Linked DNA regions of Mus musculus: all the other regions are linked to region 1. A link is a contact called in public ChIA-PET data. All regions are on one chromosome and are shown on one strand. Each heading gives the region's core, a stretch centred on a gene start, on an enhancer-like site or on the middle of the called end of the contact. The rest is flanking DNA. Distances are from core to core; before and after follow the strand shown. Region 1 overlaps Extl3 (exostosin-like glycosyltransferase 3). Region 2 overlaps Kif13b (kinesin family member 13B). Region 3 overlaps Zfp395 (zinc finger protein 395).

Evidence for each region. ChIA-PET counts read pairs in DNA pulled down with a chosen protein or histone mark.
Region 2: a contact with region 1 is called in an RNA polymerase II ChIA-PET map of memory CD8 T cells, with 62 read pairs. The contact joins two enhancer-like sites. A contact is called at or near these places in 1 of 115 datasets of contacts at active chromatin or transcription factors (memory CD8 T cells) and 1 of 9 other capture datasets (embryonic stem cells).
Region 3: an RNA polymerase II ChIA-PET map of memory CD8 T cells shows a contact between it and region 1, with 9 read pairs. The contact joins two enhancer-like sites. A contact is called at or near these places in 12 of 484 Hi-C or Micro-C datasets (the G1E-ER4 cell line, Sertoli cells, adipose-derived mesenchymal stem cells and 8 more) and 1 of 115 datasets of contacts at active chromatin or transcription factors (memory CD8 T cells).

The regions. Positions count from the first base shown.
Region 1 is chr14:65,068,458-65,073,268 of GRCm38.p6, forward strand. The region is part of intron 3 of Extl3 (exostosin-like glycosyltransferase 3); the gene reads right to left. Among named protein-coding and RNA genes, the nearest start is that of Gm52118, 24 kb to the left of the region's middle. Within about 2 kb of position 2,639, at least 134 of the 459 cell types and tissues checked have an H3K27ac peak or open chromatin away from gene starts, as enhancers often do. A contact at or near this core is called in embryonic fibroblasts and memory CD8 T cells, where this site is marked.
Region 2 is chr14:64,731,860-64,736,670 of GRCm38.p6, forward strand. Kif13b (kinesin family member 13B) reads left to right here. Exons shown (of 40, transcript NM_001081177.2): 11 at 4,289-4,501. Among named protein-coding and RNA genes, the nearest start is that of Gm26225, 20 kb to the right of the region's middle. Within about 2 kb of position 2,787, at least 29 of the 459 cell types and tissues checked have an H3K27ac peak or open chromatin away from gene starts, as enhancers often do. A contact at or near this core is called in memory CD8 T cells, where this site is marked.
Region 3 is chr14:65,372,376-65,377,186 of GRCm38.p6, forward strand. The region is part of intron 1 of Zfp395 (zinc finger protein 395); the gene reads left to right. Among named protein-coding and RNA genes, the nearest start is that of Zfp395, 16 kb to the left of the region's middle. Within about 2 kb of position 2,551, at least 283 of the 459 cell types and tissues checked have an H3K27ac peak or open chromatin away from gene starts, as enhancers often do. A contact at or near this core is called in embryonic fibroblasts and memory CD8 T cells, where this site is marked.

The sequences.
Region 1 (4,811 bases), core at 1,389-3,888:
GAAGTAACAGATTAGCTGGAGGGCTGCTTTAGACATGCCTCAGATCCACAGCTGTTCCAGCCCCATCAACACCAAGAAGGATCTATGCTATTCCAGGTGGCAGAGCCCAGCAACAGATTCAAAAACTTACCTTGTCCCAAGAATATTTAACCAAGGAAGGAAGGAAGGAAGGAAGGAAGGAAAGAAAGAAGGAAAGAAGGAAAGCAGGCAGGCGCAAGCGCAAAGAAAGAAAGAAGCAAAACAAAACAAAAAAGCCTGGGTTTGTAGCCAAGGTCTCCGAAGCCCAGATTCAGTGGTAACAAAACAGAGGCCAAGTTCTGGTCAGGAAAAAGACTGGCCATTTACCAGGCAGAGAATGTCAAACTAGGTTAAAGGAAAGCAAAGGAGAGAGTACTAGAGGGAGAGAACAGAGCACACAAGGTACTGCTAGGTGGTAGAAGGCTCACTTAGAGTGTAAGGTCCTGGATTGTGTCCTCAGCAACATCAACAGGGATGGATGGACGGACAGATGGACACACACACAGCTAGGAAGGGAGCCACCAAGCCCTTATTTTCAGCAGCTTTTGCTCCCCAGTGAGTGAGAAGATGGCCATAAGTAGCAAGCCCCAAAGGCAAGTTTAGTGATGGTAAAAATCCTACCCCTTTAAATGCGCCCAGTTTCAGAGAAGTTATCAGGTAAGATTGTGTGGCCACCTGAGACATGATGGGACAGGGTGACGGCTCACTCAAATGGCCCGTCTTTCATTCATTCTCCCAGCATCCCTTGTGTTCACCCATAGCACTGTATTCAGGCAGTTCTGCAAACACAGCCCCTCCTCGCCCCAGCAGTTATATAGAGAAATTCAATTTCCCAGGCTTCTCTTTAAGATTACCAGTTCTGTGAATTCATTTCCAGCAAGATTATCAACAGAGCCTGAGAGACTCAGCCAAGCTGCAAACTGCGAGGACATTCCCTGGATCTCCAAGCCACCAACCAAAGCCGCACTTCCCAAGAGCCCCAGCAGATGGCTCTGTACCAGTACAAAGAAAGCAGCATGGCTGTGGAGCCTATCAGAAAAGCTGTGCAAATTTCACCCGATTTTCATTGACAGTGTGAACCTGGTGGTTCCTCGGCTGAAAGCTAAATAAACTGCATTTCACAGGCGCCAAATTACGGGCCTCCTTGTTCTCCCCCACGCCACCACTTGAGACAGTTCTCTACATTATCCTGGCTGTTCTGGAGCTCACTATGTAGACCAGGCTGGCCTCTACTCACAGAGATCCTCCTGCCTCACCCTCCAGCTGCTGGGATTAAAAGGTATATGCCAGCACAGCTGGCTCCCTCCTTATTCTTTAAAAGACCTGACTAGGCTAGACCAGAAAGCCAGGAATCAAATAGCAGACAAGCTCTGGACTGGATTCACAAGCAAGTTTGTGCATAAGTTCACTGAAGTCCATCCCTGAGATGACTGTCAAGAAGCCTAAGAGGGAAGATGGGGGAAGAGCTCTGATTCGGAAGCCAAATGCGGAGGCTTCAACCTTCAGCCCAGCACAGGGGAGGTGGGAGCAGGAGGAATCTAGGTGCTCAACTCAGCAGCCAACCATTGCGGGGTTTCAGCAACAAAATCCTGACAGAGACTTAGTCATTCCTAAACGCACTGTACACAGCTCTGCACTGGTCTCTAGGAGTTTGCGAAAAGCATGGCAAATGTCAAAGACACGAGTCAACCGAAAGGAACTTAAAAAACATGCCCATTTTTGTTGGGGTTTTGTTTCAAATTACAACAGTACTGTCCTCCACCCCAGCCCCCAGGAGTGGCTGTTTCTTTACATTGTGCCAGGAAGGTATACGGACGTACTTTGTGTTACACTTTGGTAACTCAGAAGACTAGCTTTCAAATTACTGCTTCAATTAGGAGGCTGGCATCGACCAGAAGGAATGGTACATATACTGCCTGCCTCCAAGATGTCCAACGCACATCAAATAACCACGCGGATGAGTAAGTAGGTAAGCAGAACCAGGAAGCAGTGGGCTCTGCTATCCCAAACATTCAACGCAATGGGGAGTGCTTAGGAATGACAGGGCTAAGTCAGGAGGCCCCTTAGTATTTGCTCCGATTTATTTTTTCCTCTTGCTGCGCTGTTCAGGCAGGCCCTGAACTCAGTGTGTAGCCCAGGCTGGCCTTTAACATGCAGTCTTCCTGCTTCACCTATGTAGCCCAGGCTGGCTACATAGGCTTGCAGTTCTCCTGGCTCTACCTCTGGATGCTGAGATACGATACAAGTGTATAGTGTATGTACCACAACATCTGACCCCTAGCCTTGCTTTCTAATGCGGAGAGCATCTCTTGGCCTACATCAGTCATGTTGGAGGAACTCACAGGAACACTGGCTTGCTTCACACAGCACATTCCCAGGTCAGCTGGCCTTCTGTCACCATCCTTCAGAGAAGCCCAGACTCCTGTCACATCCTTCTTCGTAGCACAGGGCAGTGGCCAGGACAGCAATCCAGACCTAGCACTTCACACCATTAAGTTCACACTGGCTCAGCCCAGCCTAACATCCTCCAGCCTCTAACAATGCCTCGAGCATAGCACACTTCCGTAGCCAGCCTTGTCATCACACAGGCACCAGACGGAAACAGCGGCTACTTCCTCTGACTTAAAGCAGACCACAGAGCTCAGGAATGAAGAGCTTGAGGCCTAGGAAGCCGCATCTATCTATGAGTTTCTAACACATGAGCACCAACATCAAAGAGCTTGGGGGGTGGTGCGGGAAGGGAGTCGCCTACTCTGTGAACAAGGGGGAGGGGCCAAGAACAATCAAGGGGGTGGGAGTTGAGAGTAACACCATGAACTCATTTTCATTCATAACTATGAGGCTAACATGCACAGAAAAAGTGCCTGTCTTAACTTATGAGGCACGTCTATTTGAAGTTTTAAAAGCAGTGCTGATGAAGCCTGTGAAAACATTACTCAGACAGCACAAAGCAGAGGGCAGCCTCCAGGGAGAAGATGCACACAGAGACCGCCGCGCTCAGCACCGCTGAGAAACCGCTGAGACACCGCTGAGACAGCTCACAAACGGGGCTTGGCAGGCACCCCTGTCCCAGTCTGCCGAACTCGGGACCAGCTGGATTACAAATGGCAAGTTCCAGCCCTAACAGCAAGCCTCTGCCTTCCACACAGCGCCACTGCCTAAAGCCACTGCATCTTTAAACTGGCACGGCCTCTTCCAGCTTTCCTCACACTTTGCACAGTTACTTTACAATCCTAGTTTTATACATGACATATTTATATTATTTACTCATAAGCGATCATAGGCCCTTTAAACATCTACAATTCTTGCTGATTACACTCGTGAGTCCTGGCAGCTTTCATTCTTCCTGTGAAGCTCATTCCTGAATGGTAAAGAAGGGAAACGGGCAAGCCACCCAGACACACTCTGGAGAAGCGGTGAAAGTTGTCCCCACTGACTCGCCACCGTCGGGTTTACATGTAATATTTTAAAGAATAGAGTGCAAAGAGGTTGAGAAAATACACATATTGCATCTCTGAGGGGTGAGCTTTTGCAATGCCCTCTTGGCTTCCAGGATGTGCCATGGAGAAAGCCAGGGAGTGACAAGGGAAGAAGGACCCAGAGGCAGTTCCTGCCCATCTCTCTCTTCTCTGTACTAAGAGGCCATGTAGGAAACAAAGTTAAAGGCAGGCTGTTGGCAAGGCACACTATTCCCCAAACAGAAGTCTCCATGTTCAATTCCAGCACCAGTCAGGACAGCAGAGGACACTGGAAGCCAGCCTGGAATCACTAATGTTTTCTTGGACTTGCCAAGAAACAGAAGTGTCCCTTCCACTGCAGCTCAAGCCTTGAAACACCACAGGACATGCCGAGAGACTGGTGAGTGTTCTTAAAAGGCCATTCTACGATTTTCTACAGTCTAAAATAAAGTTGACTAAATTTTTGGTGTGTCAAAAAGGAAAATTATCTAGAGCAGTGATTCTCAGCCTTCCTAATGCTGTGACCCTTTAATACAATTTCGATGCTGCGGTGCCCACCCCCCACCATAAAATTACTTTCATTGCTACTTCATAACTGTAATTTTGCTACTGTTAGAAAAAAATCATAATGTAGGTATTTTTAGAGACAGAAGCTTGCCAAAGGGGCCAGAACCCATAGGCTGAGAACCACTGATCTAGAGGGCTCTGCTTCTGGGAGGGCTGCTGTCAAAATCAATCCCTACAGATGACAACTATAAAATCTAGACAAACTTTAAAGACTCCTCAAAGAGATGCTGAAGAGATAGCTCAGTGGCTAAGAGCACTGGCTATTCTCCCAAAGTAACCAGGTTCAATTCTCACCACCCACATGGCAGCTCATAACCATCTGCAATTCTAGTTCCAAAGGATGGATGGATGGATGGATCTCTCCCTCTCCCTCTCTCTCTCTCTCCCCCCTCCCCCCTTCCCTCCCTCCCACGCACACACACATGCATGCAGGCAGACCACCAATGTACATAAAATACAAATAAATTACTTTAAAAACAAAACCTCTTCAAAAGAAAATGAATGACAGATGCAAGGGACTAAGACTCAGGCAGGGTCGAGGCTGAGAATGCTTTGCCCTGAGGTGAGGCCAGACCTGGCTCTAAAGGGCAGCTGGAGCACTGGGGGGAAACTTTCTGCCTTGAGTACCAGGAGATTTTGTGGGTCCCTGAAAGGAAAAGATTAAGAAATACAGACAGGGAAGGGAGCTCAGTGTGTCGAGTATAAACTACCCGACTCCAGCCCATTCCTACTCCAGGCTGCTCTGACCCCTGCTCTCACAGAACAGGC
Region 2 (4,811 bases), core at 1,537-4,036, 340 kb before region 1:
AGCAGCACAATGAAGTAATTCGATTAGATGATTTCAGAGTTCTTTCAGCTTGAAAAGAAAAATTCTGACTTCTAAAATGAAATTTCTTCCCAGTGTCCATTTAATTTGCATCGCCACATTTGAAACAAAGCTTGTCTGATGTGCTTAATTAAGGAGTAAACAAGAAACTGTAAACTTTCTCTTGGATGCCTGCCCATTCTTTTGTTACATTTTCCTTTTTGTTCAAGCAATGTGAGCATATTGTTGCTCACATTGGTCATTTGGTAAATCAGGCATGGGGTGTGCCCAGTTTCCTTTTCTCTGCCTACGCATGCAGTGGCAGCTTGCTTTCACCCCTGGTGGTTATGGTTACAAGTCCTGTTTGTCATTCTTGTTTGCTGTGCCCATGGGTAGACTGTGCAGTAACCCTTAGGGGGATGTGTGGCCTCGCTGGTAGGTGGAACCGCAGTCCTTGAGACTTTCCTATCCTGTCTGAATGTGCATGGGCTCCTCATGACAAACTGGAGCACTGACAATGTGAAATTAGTGTCTAGGAGTGAAAAGAGAATCAAGAAGTCCTGGCTGTACTTCTCGAAGTCCAGATTGGTTACATTTCTTGCCTTTCTATACTTAAGAGCATATTTTCTTCAATATAATTATCTCTCTCTTTTTTTTTTTGAAAAACAAAATTTTTAGTAATGGAAGAGTAAGCATACATATATATTGTTTTTGATCATATTGAGATATTGATACCTTGTGAATTATTTTGTTTCTAATGTCGGGACAGAATAATTTGAAGTGGTGTCAGGTGATCTGACTCAGCCTTTAGGCCTGAAGTTGTGGTTGCCTGGTGTGCTTGTTGTGGGTGTCTGTGTGGGAAGGGAGGGGGGTTTGAAGTCAAGGTGGAAAATCCTGGGGTGGAGTAGTACCCAGTTTGCTAGGTCTAGATTCTTAGGCATGTTGTTGATGGGTTTGTTTGCTTGTTTTTGTGTTTTGTTTTTTAGAACAACCCTGCTTTCCTCTCTAATAGAGTGGGGCTTCTAATAGTTGAATTCACAAAAGGCAGAGAAATGTATAAAACTACAAAATTCTCTAAAAAATTTATATGTGTTAAAATTGGAAAAACTATATTTTTAAAATTAAGAGTTTTCTAAAGGTGAACATTGGCCAAATCTAAGTCAGCTTTCTTGTTATGTAGTGAATATCTCTAAATTTTAAGACTTTGTTGTTCATTGTGGTCGCATTTCTGAAAGGGGATATTGAATCTTTACGTGTTCATGTATGTGGGTCTATGTACATGAGTGTGTGCATATGGAATCCAGAGGACAACCTTAGGTTTTGTTCCTCAGGCTCTGTACACCTTTAAAAACATAATTTTAGAAGTTTTATTTGTATGTATATAATGTTGGCCTGTGTGAGTGTAAATGCACCATGAGCATGTAGGAGCCGGCAAAGGGCATCAGAATCCCCGACACTGGTGTTGTAAAGCACCTTTTGGGTACTGAGGACTGAACTCAGGTCCTCTGTGAGAGCCGTAAGTACTCTGAACTGCTGAGCAACCTCTGTAGGCCCTTCACTGTTTTTGAGACAGTCTCTCACATGGAGCTCATCTAGTAGGTCAGGCTTGCCCGCAAGTTCTGGGGATCTACCTTTCTCCATGGGATTGTAGGTACTACTATCAAGTTTAGCTTTTTACATGTATTTGAAGCACTGAATTCAAGTTCCTGCATTTGTAAAGCAAGCACTTTTGTGATTAAGCATTCTCTCAGCTCTGAATATTTTTTATGCATGTGTATGTAGTGTGTGTGTACATGTGTGTAATTGGAAACATGTGTATATGGGTGTGTATGCACTTTAGTTGGTGTTGGATTTTTTTCCTGTATTGCTCTCCACTTTATACACTGGGACAGGCTCTCTCACCTGAACCCAGAACTTACTGATTTAGCGTGTCTAGCTGTCTTTCTTCAGGGAGCCCTGCCTTTGTGTCCCATGCGCTGGGATTATAGGTAGGCTGCTGTCCACTTGGCTTTTACACGAGTGCTGGAAGTCTGCTCTGATCCTAATGCTTATATGGCATGTGCTTTCCCCACTGAGCCATCACCCCAGGCCTGACTCTTTTATATAGCTTAGTTTTTTTTTATAATGCTCCCAAGTGTTGCATGGTATGGAACTACTGACCTGTAACATCTTACTCCACAAGCAGTTTTAAGTGCTTGGAGCCAGGGCCCTATGAGCTGTAGTTTACGTATAAGCCAAGGCTGTAATCATCTAGAGGCCTGAATCAGGTGGGAGAGTGTTGTCACTTCCATGATGATAGGCAGACTTCAAGGACCTGCTTCCATTTTCACTCCTATGGGTCTCTTCGTAGGGCCACCTTGCTCCTCCTGAGAGCAAGAAGGAGTGCTAAACAGAGAGCATCATTTGCTTTTAATTCGATATCAGAAATGACATGCCATCATCTCTGTCACCTTTGCTGTTTTGCCAGTTAGAGGCCAGTCTATAAATGCTGACCATCCAAGGGAAGAGCCAGCACTAGTTAGGACTCAGCAGGCTGTGATGCCTAAGAGTCTCTGCTGAAATGGGGTGACCTTTAACATCTTTTGCATGGTCAGTGGAGTGGGAGTTGATTTAGTAATTTTAAATTTTTTGAGGGTGGCTAAGGACCAGTCTCAGCTTGGAGAGGGGTTCTGAGAGAGGGGTGTTTGGGAGAGGTGAAAACAAACCGCTGCAAGTCAAATCATGGGTCGAAGCTGGCGGCCTGTGCTCTGTGGCTTCTCAGCCTGCTTGCTTCTTCCTGTTCTGCTTTCTTCCCCTCTGATCTGCTTTCTCTCTCTCTGTCTGATCTGCTTGCTCTGGAGATCTCCAGACAGCTCTCTCTTTCTCTTTTGCTCTTGCTCTTGCTCTTGCTCTCGCTCTTGCTGTTCTGCTGGAGACATTTCTCCAAACACTTCTCTCTTGCTATTCTAAAAAATTTCTGTTAGCTTGTCTCCTGTAGATCATAAGCCCAGTCTTTTATTTTACATATTAACCCAGTCATTTACTCCAGGTTTCCTTTTAATTATCCTATGAATCACCATCCTGTGACCCCAGCCCCTTAATTCTTAGGAGACAGTAAGCTTTAAGTCTTAAGCCTACAGCAGCCATTGACACTCCTGGAGGCCCACATCTGCTGGTCCTGTCAAAGGGGTACAAATTATGTCATTTTGTCCCCACCAAGGCCATGCTGGACCAACAGAGAATTTCTCTTTTTCTTTTCAGGCCTGAGATAGATGTATGTAACCTAGAGCCCTGTAAGCGCTCTGCAGAGTCACATAGCTCATTATTTTTAATGTCCTGACTAACATTCGCTTTCCTGACTGTTGGAAACAGTTACTGGGCCTGCAGATGAAGAGCTTCTTTAGTACTTTGAATGAGCTTTGGGAGCCATTGTGTAGAGCATGTGTTAGTTTCTAGAATGCTAGCAGAGGGAAGAAAACGGAGCTTCTGGAACTCAGCTTCTGGTGGGATTAGATTAGATTAGAGGGCTCTAATCCTCCCTTAGGTTTCAGAGCCAGACAAGGTTCCCAAGAACTTGTTTGTACCATGAGGACAGGCAGCACTGTGGAGGAGAGTGTAGGTAAGCCTCCTTGGGGCTGGGAGTGTGGCTCAGTGGCACAGTACTTGCTGAGTGCAGAAGCCCTGGGTCCCATCACTAGCACTACCAAATTCCCCAAAGGAACTGACACTGTGCATGTCCAGTACCTCTGAGGTTGGTTAGCCATTGGAGTCTTTTCATTGTGAGCAAAACTGCTCAGAATGGTATCACATTGCTTATTAAATGGGATATACTATCTCTGGATTAATTTTTACTTAAAAAATAGACTTTAATTTGTTGGGTTTTGTTATTCTTTCTTGAAAAAAAAAAGAAAGGATTTGTGGTTGTTTGTGGTTCCTTTTGTTTGTTAAGAAAAGTAGGTAGAGCTGAGCATAGAGGTGCTGTTAGTTCCAGTGCCCTGGAAGCAGAGGCTGGCAGATCTTTGAGATTGAGGCCAACATGATCTATAGAGAGAGTTCCTGGACAGCCAGGACTACATAGAGAAACCCTGTCTCTAACCCTGCCACTGCTACCACCCCCAATCCCCTTCAAAAAAAAAAGTAATTGGCAGAGAAGAGACAGTTCAGGGTTGAGGCTCATGGGGGTCTGCATGTGAACCCCTATTTTGTCTTAAATGTGTTTGGTCTTGGACTGTTTCACTCTTTCAGATTTTAGCTTTCTTATGTGATGTCTTCTTCCAATTTAAAAGACTCCTCACTGTTTTCTTCCTGGTAGGACAGTCTGGGAGGTAATAGCAAGACTGCCATGGTGGCCACTGTGAGCCCCGCTGCAGATAACTATGACGAAACCCTCTCAACCCTGAGGTACGCAGATCGAGCAAAGCACATCGTCAACCATGCTGTGGTGAATGAGGATCCGAATGCTCGGATTATCCGAGATCTGCGGGAGGAGGTGGAGAAGCTCCGGGAGCAGCTGACCAAGGCAGAGGTAGGAGGAGTACTCGCTAGGAGCTCTTTTTTCTTTTTGGCTGTTGAAAGGATTGTATAGGAGAGAATAAAGGGAGTAGGAAAAGTTTGTCTTTCCATTTTTGTCGAGACCGCTGACAGACTAGAATGTGAAGGGAGAAAGAGAAACAGTAGGGAAATGTGATTTAATTTGTGCAGAAACCGACTGCGCTTACAGTCATGGGGAGGGAATTGGATTCCTCCCCTGGTTCGTTAGCCTGCGGTCAGAACAGAAGACATCCTCTCCTTTACAGCTCACCCCTTCCTGATTTGAGTGTGTTACGTTTGTAGAG
Region 3 (4,811 bases), core at 1,301-3,800, 300 kb after region 1:
AAAGGCGTTCGCCACCACGCCTGCCTGAGATTCTGATGATGTTGTTGTTTTGGTGCCTTCCACTGTCCTTATCAATGGTAAATTCTGTTTTCTTCTTTTAAATGTTAGTGATTATTTATTGTGTGTGTAGGGGATTTGGGGGGGGGGGACATGTGTGCCACGTTGCATTAAGTAGAGGTCAGTGGACGGCTTATAGGAGTTAATTCTCTCACTGTGTGAGTCCTTAGGCATCAAACTCACTTTGTCTGGCAAGTGCCTGCTGAGCCTCCTCACCAGCCAGTATTATAATTTAGTGTTTTCCCTACTAGAGTGCCACCCTATAGTCTGCCTATAAATTTGACTCTCACCACCACCTATAGTTTAATTATTATTTGGTCCCTGTACTTAGAATTGAGTTTAGGGCTTTGTGTATGCTAGCCAAGTACTGTATCACAAACCGGATACAGCCTTACTCAGCCACATCTCTTTTGTTAGAAGTCTCTTTTGGGGAGATGTTACAAGCATGAAGACCTGAGTTTGAATCTCCAGAACCCACATATATCAGGAACACACTTCAGTACAGTACAGTATAGATAGGACAGTAGGTATGGTGCACGCTTTGGTCATACCAGTGCTTCTCTGGTGAACTGGCAGGGGTACCAGGAAACTCCCTCAAGCTTGTGGGCCAGCTACCCTGGTGTTTGTAGGGCACCAGCAAACAACACAGTGGAAGGCGAAGAGTAACACCCACACTGTCCTCCAACCTTCACATGTGCCCTGTACCTACTCTGCACAGGCGACAACATGCACGCGCACGCGCGCACACACACACACACACACACACACACACACCCTGCCTCTTTATTTTATTCTTGTACTACCCAACTCATTGCTCCATATGATATATTAAACAATTTTTTTCTTTCTGATTTAAAGATCCCTGTTTTCTTTATTTTTAATTGACCAGCAAATTTATACCTATTTATAGGTGTTGGCTGTGTGTGTGTGTGTATTTTTAATTGACCAGCAAATTTATACCTATTTATAGGTGTTGGCTGTGTGTGTGTGTGTGTGTGTGAGAGAGAGAGAGAGAGAGAGAGAGAGAAAGAGAGAGAGAGAGAGAGACATTCATTGCATAGCTGAGCTCTGTACTTGACACGCATTTCCTCATTATCTTCTCTCTCAGGCCTGGGGAATCAGATTGTTTAGGAAGAAGAGTTTTGAGACTGCAAAAATCAAGGCACCCCCTCCGTGTGTGTGTGTGTGTGTGTGTGTGTGTGTGTGTGTGTGTGTGTGCTTGTGTCTGTCTTTGTGGAGACCAAGGTTGGGAGCCTTGATTGCTCTCAATTGTATTCCTCTTGTCAATCTCACAACTGAACCTAGAGCGATCTGGCTGATAATCCAGCTAGCCAGCTTACTCTGTGGGACCCTCTAGCTCTGCTTCTAATTGCTGGATTTAGAAGTGGGCTGCCATGTCTGGCTAGTGTTTACATGGGTTCTAGGAATCCAGATTTTGATCCCTACAGCTCTTTATTCATTGAACTATTTCCCCAGCCGGGAAGTGGTGGCACACACCTTTAGTCCCAGCACTCAGGATGCAGGAGCAGGAGGCTTTCCGAGTTTGAGTCTAGCTGGCCTACAGAGTGAGTGCCAGGACAGCCAGGGCTATGTAGAGAAACCTTGTCTTGAAAAACTGTGTGTGAGTGTGTGCGCGTGCGTGTTTTACCATGTCACAGGTGTAGTAACCAAGGCATAACAAAGCAGCCTTATTTTTTTTCCTGAAGGTCACAAAGTCGAGCAGTGAGCTCATTTGCTGCCGGGGCTGATATGTGCCTTCTCCTCTGGTGGCCCTGCTGTTGGGGGAAGCCCCATCCTGGATCACTGCCCCAGGGCCCCTTTCCCCTTTCCTGCCACAACCACCCATGCCACTTTGACCTCGCTGTGAGTTAAGATCTTTAACAAGAAACCTCAGGAGTCATCCCGCCTAGGCAGCCTGGCCTCTGCTCATTTGTGAGTGACCATCTTGGCTGTCCTGAGAGTTCAGGCCTCTTGGAATCAGATCATCTGAACTCCCAGCTGAGAGCTGTCATTTCTGTGTCTGTGGTTCTGGAAAATTGCTCAAACTCACTGGGGCTCAGTTTGCTTATCTGGGAAATGGGGATGGCCAGGGCACATATCTTGTGAATTATCTAGGAGGATTAAATGAAGTACAAATTTCGAACTGCACATCGAGTTACTGGAGCTTGGGTAGCTGAATCAGCAAAGCTATTGGACTGGTCCTGAACATAGCCTCTGAAAGACTGTGGTTTGTGTGTCAAGTTTCCTATTCCGTGCTTGTCTGTTGATGTTGTAACCAACCGTTCTAATGAAGTAGCCATGAGCACCTGTGCTCTTAGGTCATAGGTGTGTGTGTGTGCGCGCGCCTGTGCCTCTACTCTGGGCAGGGTTGGAACCATCCTTGTCTTCTTCCTCCACTTAGCATTGTCTTCAGGACCTAGGCCCTGACACAGCCGTGTCAGCAGATGGCTAGGGTCTGGGGCTTTGCTCAGTGGTACTGCTGGCCCCAGGTTTCTGGTGAGTCAGTGCTCAAGTGCGTCCTAGCGCCAGTGTGGGCCGGATCTGCTCCACGAGGCTGGCCAGGCCACACCCCGGGGAAGTTTGGCAGTCAGCCTTGAACACCCTGGGCAGGGCCCCAAGACAGATGTAGGCACAGGGGAGTGAGCAGGGGAGCAGACCGTGGCTGAAGAGAGGTGACAGGCGCCTGGTCATGTGGGAGACAGACATTCCCTCTCTCTGGACTCCCTAAATGTCTAGGCTTGCATTGAGTATGCACTGAGGACTGACCCCAGGGGGTTTGCTGGCCAGGAGGCCTCTAAGAGCAAGAGGTTGGATTTCTTTTCCCCTAGCTTGCTGAAGTCAGCTTGGTTGGGATTCCAGTTAATTAGTGGCTCACCCATGGTAGGCTTCTGGATTCCCTTGAGAGTAAGTAGTTGTATTTCAGGTTCTGGTCGGGTACCCCGGTGCAATGCCAGTTCCTAGATGGCTGTTGGTGGACAGTGGCTGTGCAGAGCTCAGAGTCACTTGCTATGTTATTTAGCACGGGCCTCACGGCCATGAGAGGAACATGGTCCTTCTGGATTTGGCGCAGTGTGCAGGCATTGGCTCAGTGAGGCAGATGCAGTCTCACCCTCACAGGTGAGGTGCGGAGCTTCGGACTTGAAGGTGGTGGTTGCTGGTGGCTTCTGGAGTGGACACTGATTCCTGAGGGGTACTTAGTTAGTGCCTTGATCTCCACCCTCCCTGTTGAGTGTCTGTGCAGGCACAGTATTCCTTGCATGTGCGCACACTGTTTGTCATTGTTAGTTGTAAGTCTCACACTCCAGCCTGGTGCCTGAATCGCCGGCACATTTGCTGGCACCCGGAGCCTGGTTCTCCGCCACAGGGAAGGTGCAGGGCTGCCGGGTGACCTATTGATTTCAGCCAGGAGCGTCGCCAGGTACTTTGCCTCTTCCGCCAAGCCCTCTGCTTGTTTATTTGGCCTTGTCAGGGAATGTGGTAATGTCAGGGAGTGACGTCTGAACCCTGCAGCCTCCTCTTCCAAGTGGGCTCACCGTCAGCAGCCATTCTGTTCATTTGGCATCACCAGGGTCTGAGGTTAATCCGTTCAAATGGTGACCACGTTCTAAAGGGCACTTGCTCTAAGCACTTCTTTGGAAAAAGAAGAAAGAAAAAAGAATTATATCCTATGCTCTGCTTCTCTTCAAGGAGGAAAATGTCACCTGCTCTCCTTTCGCCAGAGGCCCCTTCTTTCCTGGGTCACCCTTCCTACCCCTCAATTCCTGGAGAAGGGAGAACCAAACCCAGGAGGAGCCACCAAGACTGTAAATGTTCCCCCACCGGGTTCCTAAGGTGATCTTGGGCAAATGAGTGGCTTTCTTAAGGGACCCTGCTTTCTCCACGGCAAAAAGGGGTACAACTGTCCCTCCAAATTAAAAATGATCTTTCATTCACTTACTGTGTGCCTGTGCCTGTACCTCGCATGTGCGTGTGGAGTTCGGCCAGAACACAGCCTAGTCTGCAGGAGGTGGTTCTAGTCTTCTACCATGTGAGACCCAGGGATGTGGTTCAGGTCCCTGGGCTTGGTGACAGGCACCTTTTCCCCTGAGCCATCCTCCATGTTTTATTGGGTTACTGGGGTAGGAAAGAACAGCAGCCCCCAAATTGTCTGTTAAATTGAGAGTAGACAGGGAACCACCTGAGTGTTTGCCCTTTGAGCTCCAGCACCAGGCTCCGAAGCTTGCCGGGAAAAGCCACAGAGCTGCCAGCTGTCTGGGGCCTGTCTCCCCGGGGAGACTCTGCTCCTAGTCCCCTCCCCTGAGACCTGCCTGGCTCTGGGGAGAGTGCCAAGTCAGCACTCCTTTATCTCCCTGTCTCCTCCGGGGAGGAGTTTGAGCCCAGTTTCAGTCAGGTTTAACCATAACATTCCCTCTCTGTTATGTATGTATTTACTTTCTGCTGGTTGAAACAGGATCTTCTTACTGTGTTGTCTAGGCTGTTCTCCCCTGCTTCAGCCTCCTCAGGACTATAGGGATTGCACCTATACATGTATTACCTGCTTTTTGCCCGTTCTTTTCCTCTGTGTGTGTGTGTGTGTGTGTGTGTGTGTGTGTGTGTGTGTGTGTGTGTTCAGAGCTAGGGGTTGAACCCAGAGCTTTGGTGCATGCTATTTCAATGCTGGCTCCCCCCCCTCCTTTTCATCTTTTAAAAACTTTGAAACTGAGTCTCACTAAGTCCCCAGGCTTGCCTTGAACTTACTGTGTAGCTTAGTCGGG